Linked DNA regions of Mus musculus: all the other regions are linked to region 3. Evidence: chromatin contacts called from public HiChIP or PLAC-seq and promoter capture Hi-C data. All regions are on one chromosome and are shown on one strand. Each heading gives the region's core, a stretch centred on a gene start, on an enhancer-like site or on the middle of the called end of the contact. The rest is flanking DNA. Distances are from core to core; before and after follow the strand shown. Region 1 holds the start of Tspan33 (tetraspanin 33). Region 2 holds the start of Irf5 (interferon regulatory factor 5). Region 3 holds the start of 4930412F09Rik (a long non-coding RNA gene).

Evidence for each region. Promoter capture Hi-C pulls out the DNA fragments that hold promoters and counts their contacts. HiChIP or PLAC-seq counts read pairs in DNA pulled down with a chosen protein or histone mark.
Region 1: a contact with region 3 is called in a promoter capture Hi-C map of liver, with 6 times the contacts expected there. The contact joins the promoter of Tspan33 here to the promoter of 4930412F09Rik in region 3. A contact is called at or near these places in 5 of 39 promoter capture datasets (erythroid cells, hippocampal neurons, liver and 1 more), 1 of 115 datasets of contacts at active chromatin or transcription factors (bone marrow-derived dendritic cells) and 1 of 9 other capture datasets (liver).
Region 2: a contact with region 3 is called in an H3K27ac HiChIP or PLAC-seq map of bone marrow-derived dendritic cells, with 4 times the contacts expected there. The contact joins the promoter of Irf5 here to the promoter of 4930412F09Rik in region 3. A contact is called at or near these places in 3 of 39 promoter capture datasets (hematopoietic stem and progenitor cells, liver and pre-B cells), 2 of 115 datasets of contacts at active chromatin or transcription factors (bone marrow-derived dendritic cells and large pre-B cells) and 2 of 9 other capture datasets (adipose tissue and liver).

What each region holds. Positions count from the first base shown.
Region 1 is chr6:29,692,547-29,696,072 of GRCm38.p6, reverse strand. Tspan33 (tetraspanin 33) reads right to left here and starts at 1,859. Exons shown (of 8, transcript NM_146173.3): 1 at 1,529-1,859. The coding sequence starts at 1,630.
Region 2 is chr6:29,525,136-29,528,271 of GRCm38.p6, reverse strand. Irf5 (interferon regulatory factor 5) reads right to left here and starts at 1,647. Exons shown (of 9, transcript NM_012057.4): 1 at 1,498-1,647.
Region 3 is chr6:30,902,288-30,905,522 of GRCm38.p6, reverse strand. It overlaps 4930412F09Rik (a long non-coding RNA gene), which reads right to left and starts at 1,961. Exons shown (of 4, transcript XR_868928.3): 1 at 1,840-1,961. Tsga13 (testis specific gene A13) reads left to right here. Exons shown (of 8, transcript NM_054073.2): 6 at 3,128-3,235.

The sequences.
Region 1 (3,526 bases), core at 610-3,109, 1.2 Mb after region 3:
TGGTTACCCCAGCCACAGTAGCAGCCATCCAAGTCCCGGGCTTTCCCTACACACATGCTGGCTCAATTGAAAATCACCAGCCCAAGCCTGCTAACCAGCTGGTGCCACGGGTGAAAATCCTGACTGTTGTTGCGATTTAACTTTCTCCTGTATAAAACCGTGGAAGTTCAGCAACTGCTGGATTTTCTAGTTCCAAAACCGAGACTGTGACAGAAGCCCAAAACTTCAATCTTCCCAAGAGTACAATGGCTGAGAGTGAGCGTCATCACCACCCTCTGGGATGTCTCTCATTTGTCCCAATAGGCTGGCACTTATGTACCCTGTGCCTGTGCTTCACACCAGGGCCCCTGTGAAACCTTTCCAGCAGTGGCCTTGGATCTGCCTTTTCCCAGGAGGCCGTTCAGGCCCACTATTATTCCCTCTGGCAAATCTGAACTATTGGTCTCAGGCTGAAAGAGGCAAAGATGATAGGCTTCTGGGCTGCAGCTTTGGTGCAGTAGAAGCTGGCAGAAGAATGGAGAGATGGGGAAGGACTTCCCCTTGTTATCAAATCCAGAGGGGCCCACGCACTCTCTGGCTATGAAACAGGACTCAGCTAGCATTCTCTAATGGGCTCCCCCTCCCCCTGAATTCTCAGCCCTCTCCTGCCATCCCCCAATACACTGCATTAGATTTTTGCTGGGAGGAAGGGCAGGCCTGTGGACTTGAACATATTTACCCAGATCAGTCAAATCAATAAGGATGGTAGAGAGGGGACGGAAATCCAGGTGTCAGGAGCTCGGGGTTAATATTGTTTACACTTTTCCACCCCAAACAAAAGATTCTGAAAGGAGCCATAGCTTCCAGCCCAACAACAACAACAACAACAACAACAAAATCCTATTTGAATCATCTGAAGCCTGTCAGCTCCAAGTAGAGAAGCTGGTCTTGAAGAAGGTAGGGCAAAGTTTAGGGCCATGCTGGGGTACACATCGGACCTGGAGACCATTCTTAACCCTTTTCAGCCCTGACAGGAGCAGACACCCGAGGCCTGCAAAAGGGACAGATATAGTCCCTTGACACAAGCCCCTGAGGAACTGGGGCGAAGGAAGGCTTGGGGTTTCTCTTCCTTCTCTCTCCCTCCACCCCCGCCCCGCGCCCCGTATGGCCAGTCGGGCCTTCCAGCCCCCAGGCCTGAAAGTCCCTAACCATGAAATATGCCCATGGGGCTGTCCAGCCAGCTCTTTCTTTCCCCAAACCCTTTTTATTTCATGGCCTGACACAGATCCTCATCCCTGCTAAAGCTTCATCCCTGGCAGCAAGGATGATTGCCCACCTCTTAACGTCCCCTTTTGACACGGCGCCACTGTGGTTTTCCTCCCCCGGAGAAATGCCCCCAAGTGTCACCAGCTCAGAAAACTACGAAGCACCACTCGACACGCTCCTGGGCACCGGGCAGCCCAGGCCAAACCTCCCAGCCTCAGGCAGCCCCCTCGGCGCTCCAGAGATGCCCGAGAGTCCGGGTGCCCCCTGACCCCCCGAATCTCACCCAGAAGAGCATGTTGAAGAAGAAGAGCAGGTATTTCACCAGCGGGCTGACGAAGGAGAACTCGTCCCCGTAGGCAGCCGGCACGCCAGGTCTCCGCGCCATGGTCCGCCGCTGCCCCCGGGGGGCCTATCTCCCAGCGGCCACCGGCCCACCTGTGCGCCCTGCAGCCCGGGGCGGGAGCCGCGGGGCCACGGGGACCCGAACGCCGGGGCAGCCGCGCCGCGCCGGGAGCCGCCCGAACCGTGCGTCGGGGAGCCGCGCGGCCAGGGAACGGCGCCGCCGCTGAAGCCGCGGCGGGCAGCGTGAGCAGCGGAGACTCCACCGCGGCCGCAGACCAGCTTGGCCCGCCCGGCTCTCAGGAAACCGGGCCCGCCCCCCGGACGGCCATTGGTGAGGCTGCCCGAGGCTGACTTCTCATTGGTCGGCGGCCCATGTCACTAAGCAGCCAGCCATCCCTCTCCTCCGAGAGGCGGGGGAGACACCTGTTCTGTGAGGGACAACTTGCTAAAGGGTCAGTGGTTCTGCTTCTGCCCGCCTAGACGGAAAGCCTGCAGGCTGCAGCTGCTTAAGGGAAAAAGAATGAGGAAAAGGAATGTTTCCTGCATCCCACACCCACGTCCTCTGCCCAGTTGCTGTGCACGCACGCAAACACACGTACGTTAAAATCAACAAGTACGCACTTTGTGTGTTGAGCAATTCGTTAAACGCTGTGGGAATAGAAAAGAAGGTTGATCCTCAGGGATCAAGACAATAAAATCAGAGTGACAAATGACAGGTACTAACAACCAGAAAGAGAAGAATAAATACCCCTGCTTAGCAATCAAATACTTTAAATGCTCGTTTTAAAAGCCTCATAACCTAACAGTGGAATTCTCAAACCATCCTTTTCTCTCATTACCGTCCAACCTCTCTATCCAAACCCTCTCAGAACGTTTGTTTACGTGGAGACACCGGTTTTTTGTTTTTAATTTTGTTTTGTTTTGTGTTTGGCATGTTAATAGGATATGCACAGATTGACTCCCAAGTACAATGTGGTGTACATTGTACTAGCTACACAAGTACGATTTTAACCTGGGGAGGAGTCTGATTTTGCCATCAATAGCGTGATTCCCCAAGCTACACTTTTTGTAACGTTGAGTGGGAAAACTGCAGCGTAAGGCATTGATCAAATAAGAATCTGTTAGTGCATGCAAATGACTTACACGGAGATGGCTGATAAGGGGGCTCACTAAAATGTGGTACTTTCACTCCTTTAAAAGATTCTTTTAAAATGTGTGTGTGTGTGAGTGTGTGTGTGTGTGTGTGTGTGTGTGTGTGTACCACTGTGCACACAGGTGCTGATGGAAGCCAGAAAAGGATGTCAGATCCCCAGGAACTGGAGTTACCGGGATTTGTGAGCTCCTTAAGTCAGTGCTGGGAACTGAACTTTGGTCCTCTGTAAGAGCAACAAGTGCTCTTAATAACTGAGCCATATCTCTAGCCCTGGTATTTTGTTTCAATAGGATTCAAAATCCAGTGTGGAAATACAATAACTGCATGAATAACTATTATGTAATTGGAAGAAGTTGAGCACCAGAAGGTGTCATGGCGGGAGAAACGAGGAGGATGAGATTTTAGAGACAGTGGGGACGTGAAATCCAGGTGGACACAAAAAGGTGTGTCGAAGCTTGGACAGATAAAAGCAAACCGCGTGTTGTGTGGAAACTAAGCCTATCACTTTTCCCGGCTTGGTGCAGCGGTGCCTGAGAATGCAGTATGTGTTCAACTGAATGGAGGCTGTAGAAGGACTTGAGATCAGATTACTGAGTTTGTGTTGAATTGATTTGGAAATAAGAGTTTTAGAGAAGGAAATGGGGTAAGATCGCTGTTTTCAGAGAGAGTTGGAAAGAGGCTGGAGAAAGTTTAATGGCAGCACTTAGGAGGAAGGGGCAGATGAATCTCTGGGAGTTCGAGGTAAACCTGGTCTACATTTGAGTTCTAAATCAGCCAGGGGCACAC
Region 2 (3,136 bases), core at 398-2,897, 1.4 Mb after region 3:
AAGGCAGAGCTTCGAACCCCTCCTGTCTCTCGAATTGTCCCGTTCTAAACCCCACACCCAGTTCAAGGCAACATCCAGGGGTTACCTGCAGTAGGCATGAGCATAAATCCCGCCCTCTCCAGGTGAGCGACACACCCGGGGCCCTGCCCCTTCAGAGTGCACACAGGCTGAGATTCTGGGGCAGCAGGTGCGGCAGGAAGAACCCTCTCCCGGCTTCCTCCCAGGGGCAGGCTGGGGGAAGGCCAGAGTTCAAGGGAAAACCCCCGAAGGACTTTTAGTTAATAGGAGTGGTCTCCTACCTATCTCTTTCCTAGACTTTAGCCAGGAGCTTAGGGAGTAGAGAGGGCGAATGCTGTACTGTATCACACAGGTCCTCATGCGAGGCTTTTAGCCTCTCCAGCCTCCGTCAGCCCCGTCCACATCCTTTCTGGTCCTGATCACTTATCCTCACTTTGGAGTTCAGGCCAGGTCGTTCCCTCCTGATCATCCCGGCAGACTCCACCCGGGGCATAACGCGGAGGGAAGGGGGGTGGGGGTGGGAAGGAACCTGGGTCAGCCCCTGGAGTCATCGCGGGGTTACTGGCTTAGTGTCCGTTCCTGGTCCGCTCCTCTGGACCGGGACGTGTCCGCCTTGCTATGCCAGGAGGAGGCCAAGAAAGCCCCCACTTCCACCCCTGCTACTAGGTACCCGCTCTGGGTCCTCTGGAGGTTCGAGAGACACCTGGAGTCTGGGAGACATCTGCACCGAGGGCGAATACTGGCCCGGGACATCTCTCCGCCTGCGTTTCGGCCCAACTACACTTTCCCTTCACGTTCAGATTCTAAGTTGTTACTTCTTAAGTTTAGGGGCAGGCCGTCAAGAAACTAGACCAAGCATTAATCAGCCCCCGCCCCGATTCTTCTCAACAGCTAAGAATAAATCGTCGTCCCCTTTTGAGCTACGAGTCAAGGAGCAGAGCCTCTATTTGACAACGTCTCCCCTCAAACTCTATTCCCACAGATTCCTGTCCTTGGCTTTAAGATCCTTGGGAGGGATCGCTGCTTGACACCTCAACCTCTTTAGTCGAAAAAGTGAGGTGTGGCCGGGGAGGAGAGACGAGCTGTGTGCCGACAGGGTCGGGGTCGGAAACTCGCTCCTCCCTGGTCCCCGCCAGACTGTGACAGGGCGCTTGGCATCCTTGACCCTGGCGAGGCGCAGTGGGGATGTCCACTGGGCCCTTGGGACTTTCCCCGAGCATGCGAACGTTGGCGGCCGGAGCCCGGCACTCCGAGCTGGCCTGGTGCGGAGCGCCTTGGAGCCATTCGCGCTGGCCCGGCGCCGCCTTCGATCATCGCCCACCGCGGAGGAGCGGGATCCCGACCCCGCTGGCCCCGTTGGCAGGTGCCCGGGGCGTGCAGGTCGCCGTGGGTCGGAGCCGTGGCTTGGCTGAAGCCCGGGGCTGTTCCCACCGCCCTCGGGGCGAGGAGCCCAACACAGCCCACAGCCCCGGGACCTACCTGTTTGCTGTGCGCCCGCGGGGAGCCTGGAGCCCCGGCCTGGCGCTGCGGCCGAGCTGAGCTCTCGCCGAGCTGCACCGCCCGCGGGTCGCCCAGCCCGCCCCGCACTTCCGCATCGCGCCGCCCCCGCCCGGGGCAGCGCCCCGCCCCGCCCCTCGCCACCACCCCGCGCCCCGGGCCCCTACCCATCCACCGCCCACCGCGGGGAAGCCCGGGGCCTCCGCGAGACCGCAGACAGCTCGGCGCCCCTCGCCGGGCTCCTTTGGGAATCCGGGGAGACAGAGTCATCCATCACCCAGTCCCCAGATACCCTGTAGCCTGTCCTCACCTAGTCCGCGCCCGCCTGGAGCTGGAGATCCGCTGCGCGCGGGCGTCGATGGAGCCACACTCCAGGGCATTGGGAGACCCCTGAGAGCTCCCTTTCAACATACCTTGGGCCACTCTGTCTCCTCAGCCTTAACACTGGCCCTCCGGACCGCTCCAACTCACCATGTGACTGACAAGCCCACCTCTTCTTTTGCCCTTACCTTCACCGTGGTTTGGGTTTGCCCTTTGAGCGGGTTCCCACCCCCACCCCGACCTCCCGGTTCCATAAACGGGCCTTCCTGTCCGAGTCGATGCTGGCCTCAACTTCCACACATCCTGTTCATGTAGGAACATTATTCGCTGATTCTCACTCTTCAACTTTTGGGTCAGCATCATATTATTTGATAGTCTAAGTGTTTTTTCCAGGAAGGTCTACCCCTTCCTTGAGTCAGCTTTTGGTTTGTTGTGTTTTGGTGTAATTTGTTGATTGGTTTGGAGGAGGGGTGGAGACGACTTCCAGAGTCTTTCCGTTTGATTTTTCCATATGATTTTAACGTCTAATTTCCACTGAAATTCAGCTTAGTTGGGAACCAACCCTGTCTTGCATGGTTCATGATCTATAGTAATTTTTATTTTTATATTTGTATTTTACTGATAATGGAACCCAGGACCTTGCACATTCTAAGCAAGCACTGTGCTACTAAGTGCCTGCCTTCTCTGCCCTGTCATAATTCTAAAGGGTTATTGTATTTGTTTCTTGGGTTTTAACTCTTTTAAGGGTAAAAAGTTGTGTTGCCGGTGCTGGTCTCCAACTCCAGGAATCAAACGATTTTCCTGGCTCAGATGCCTTGAGTAGCTGAGATTTGGTGTAGCATCGCAGGCAGCTTAACTAAAGATATAAGCACATATATTTTAAATGTTTACCATCTTAATTCTTTTTAGTGATTTATTTTATTTTTTATGTATATGAGTATTTTGTCAGCATGCATGTGCATCGTGAACATGCAGTTCCTGCAGAGACCAGAAGAGGGCGCTGGATTCTCTGGAACTGGAGTTAGAGACTGTTGTGAGCGAGGGGGTGTGGGTGCTGAGATCTGAATCCAGGTCTACTGCAAGAACAGCAGATGCTCTTAACTACCAAGCTATCTCTTCGGTCCTAGAGATATTTTTAATACACAAATATTCTGAATGAATTGTTAAATTAAAATGTTATTACATTTATTTTGTGTGTACATCTGTGGGTACACATAAGCATGAGTATGTCAGAGGACAACTTCAGCCAGTTCTCTCCTTCATATGCCTGGCCCAGGGACTGAACTAAGGCTGTCAGGCT
Region 3 (3,235 bases), core at 712-3,211:
GTTTGAGAAGAAGGAGGGAGGGAGGGCGGGAGGGGGAAAGAGGAGAGTGGAGGAGGAAGAAGAGACAGGAAGAACACAGAAGGGACTTGTTAGTGATGTGGTATGCTTAAGACAAGATGGCAATTCTCTACTCGTGCCACCTTGGCTTCTAAATAACGTCCAGTTCCTGCTTATTTTATTTGCTTTTAAATGTTAATAAAAAACAAAAGGAGAAAAAAAAGTCTTTATTTTCTGTGAGGAGATGTAAGATGATATATTATTTTAGCTAGCCCATATAAAAGACACAAAATCCTGGTATTGTACTTCCCAGCCACATATCCCTTGTTAGATGTGATGGGCCAGAAGCACATGCCCAAAGTGAAATGGACCCTGAGGACAGACTGACGGAGAGGAAATGGCCCAGGCGAGACTCAAACAAGTCCCAAGGGACACATGGCTAAGAAGTAAGTTAGAATGACTCAAACTCTGCCCAATCTAGGTTTACAGCCGGCAAATAAAATACCAGGATTTTATGTCTTTTGTACAGGTTAGGTCAAATAATATAAGTCACTTTACAACGAGAGAGAGAAAGAGAGAGAGAGAGAGAGAGAGAGGGAGAGAGAGAGAGGCGTGTGGAGGTTGGGGGGACAACCTGCTGGGGTCAGCTCTCTCCTTCCATCATGTAGGCCCTGGGGATAGAACTCAGATCATCAGGCAACAAGCCCCTTTTTCTACCTTTACTACAGAGCCATCTCGACACCCCTTTTGTTTTGTTTGTTTGTTTGTTTGTTTGTTTGTTTGTTTGTTGTCCCCAGACCCAGTTCTGCTAAGGTTTCTGCTGTTTTTAATGGCAGGGTCATTAGCTACATGCTAGTGCTTTGGTTGTGCTATTTCATTAAGTCACCTATTAAATAATTGGCGTAAGGTTCTATATCTTCAGACTAAAACAGCTCAAAGAGAAGGAATTCAGAACGGAAATGCAATCGTCCAGTGGTGATACCAAGTATTTTTTAAAAAGATTTTCGAGTCAGGAAAGTAAAAGCTTAATATGTCAATTGATAGCTTGGTCATCAGTTCAACAAACATTTCTCTTCTCCTATGTGCCAGATCCTATGAAGGACTGAGGATATATCAGTGAATATTCTAAAGTCTTTACTTTACTGAAGTGTAAGTCTAATGATTTAAACTCTCTATGCAGACTGCAAAGAAGCAACCATGCAGATCGTTTATAATGTGACAGGTGCTTTGGAAAAAAAAATCAGAAAGGGGAAATAGAATGTGAGTGGGAGGTTTAGATAGTGTAATTTAGGGAGGTGCTCAGCAGAGGTTATGGCTATTCAATAGACATTTCAAAGGAGTCAGGGGACGTATCATGTGATTGCTGCTCCCAGCATCCTGGGTCTCATTTTACATAGCCTCCCGTTAGGAAAACATTACTTGTAACTTTCTCTAGTAAGATAAATCACAAGAAGAAGGCAATTCAAACTGAGTCAGGTGACAAATAGTTTAAAATATTGACACTGTGTATCTCAGGGAAAACAGAACCTAGGTGGAACCTGGTGGGTTTTTTTTTTTTTTTTAATTGAGTGTGCTGTGTAAGAGGCACTGGCTTCATTCTGCTGGAACTATTTTGGAAAAAAAGCTACAAGGAGACATGTGTTAGCTGATTAAAGATGAAGCTTGTTCTTAGCATCGTTGCCATTATGATTAGTGTGTGTGTTCCATGGAGAAGGCAGAGCAGGCACGGAGGTATTAGAATGTGTGCAAGTCAGAAGACAGTTTTGTGGAATTAGTTTTAGGTTTGGAACTCACGTTTCCAGCCTTGGACAGCAATCACCTTTACCTGCTGAGCCAGCTTACCTGTCTTTTAGGTTGGTGTTGCTTTGTTTTTAGGTATAAGACAACTGGATCACTTGACAGGAAAATTCTGGATGGGATGTGAGAGCCAGGGGGCCAGTCAGACTGGATGACTTTTAAGAGTCTGAAAGCTTTTGATTATGTGACCTTTAGGAATGGTAAAATTATGACATCATAAAACCGTTCATTCTATGGCCTTTCCATAGCAGAAAAAAAAAAGAAAGAAAGAAAGAAAGAAAGAAAGAAAGAAAGAAAGAAAGAAAGAAAGAGAGAGAGAGAAAGAACATAGCAGATAAGGCAGCTGTCTCCAAGAAAGGAAGGAAGGTAGAGTTCCATGGGTTGGCTTCCCGATTTACCCCTAAATATTTGGTCTTCCGAGCAAGTCACAGATTGGGTCTGTTGTAAGTGTGCTGTGTCAGAGACAGACAGGCACACCTGTGTCTTTACCTAATGTCAGAATTCATTAAGTAACCATAAACTCACAAACCACTTTGCTTGCTTTGGTTGGCTGCAATTTGCCAAGCAGTCTTGTATTCCCTTGATAGCTGGCTGCTGGCAAACACAGATTGTTTTATTACAATCTTAACTACTAATAAAAACTCTCAACTTTGTGCACATTGTGTGTCACGTGGTGACTCCATCCACCCATCCATCCATCTACCCACCCACAAATGTGAAGATTTCGGAATGGCTAGAAAAGGATCTAGAAGCTTCAGAGTTTGAGAAGTTTGGAGAGACCTTATCGGAGTGTTGTACCCTTCAGTTTTAGGAGTAAGTTATTTGTCAGTCTGCTTCAGGGTTGGTGCTCAACAGAAGGTGGTTTCTACATGGGCTACAAAATACAGAATCCTCCTTCTCCACACTTGCTCTTAAAATGCAGCTTAAAGCTCCTTTGTTAAATGGTGTCACCCAAGGAAAGAACAGCTAAAAAGTCACCATTTTACACAATATGGAGTAACTCAGAGCAGGGCACAGCTTTTCTGCCATAAACTCTTCCAAACCCAGGAACAACTTCTGCCATTAATTTTCAGGAGCCCATGGCTAAGGAGTCCAGTCAGTTACTCCGGAAACTGACCCAGTTTGGGGAAAGGTACCTGAGGATAAAATGGGTCTCTCCCCACTTCCTCTCTTTGTGGTCTTTGTGATTTCTTTTTCTCTGGTAGGTTGGGTTTGCCATTTTAACTTTTCACATTCCATTGTGATTTAGGCCAGGAACTCAGCTCCATTTTTCAACTTCTAGAGACTCAGTTTCCTTTCCCTTTCATGCTTTTTTTTTTTTTTCCATCCTCAGGAAACTCTCCATCGGTGCAAACCCAACAAGAATGACTTCTTTCCCACAATGTCTCAGAAAAAGAAGTTAAAACCAGAGCTGAAGCCAGTCTTCCCTATGAAACGGCTA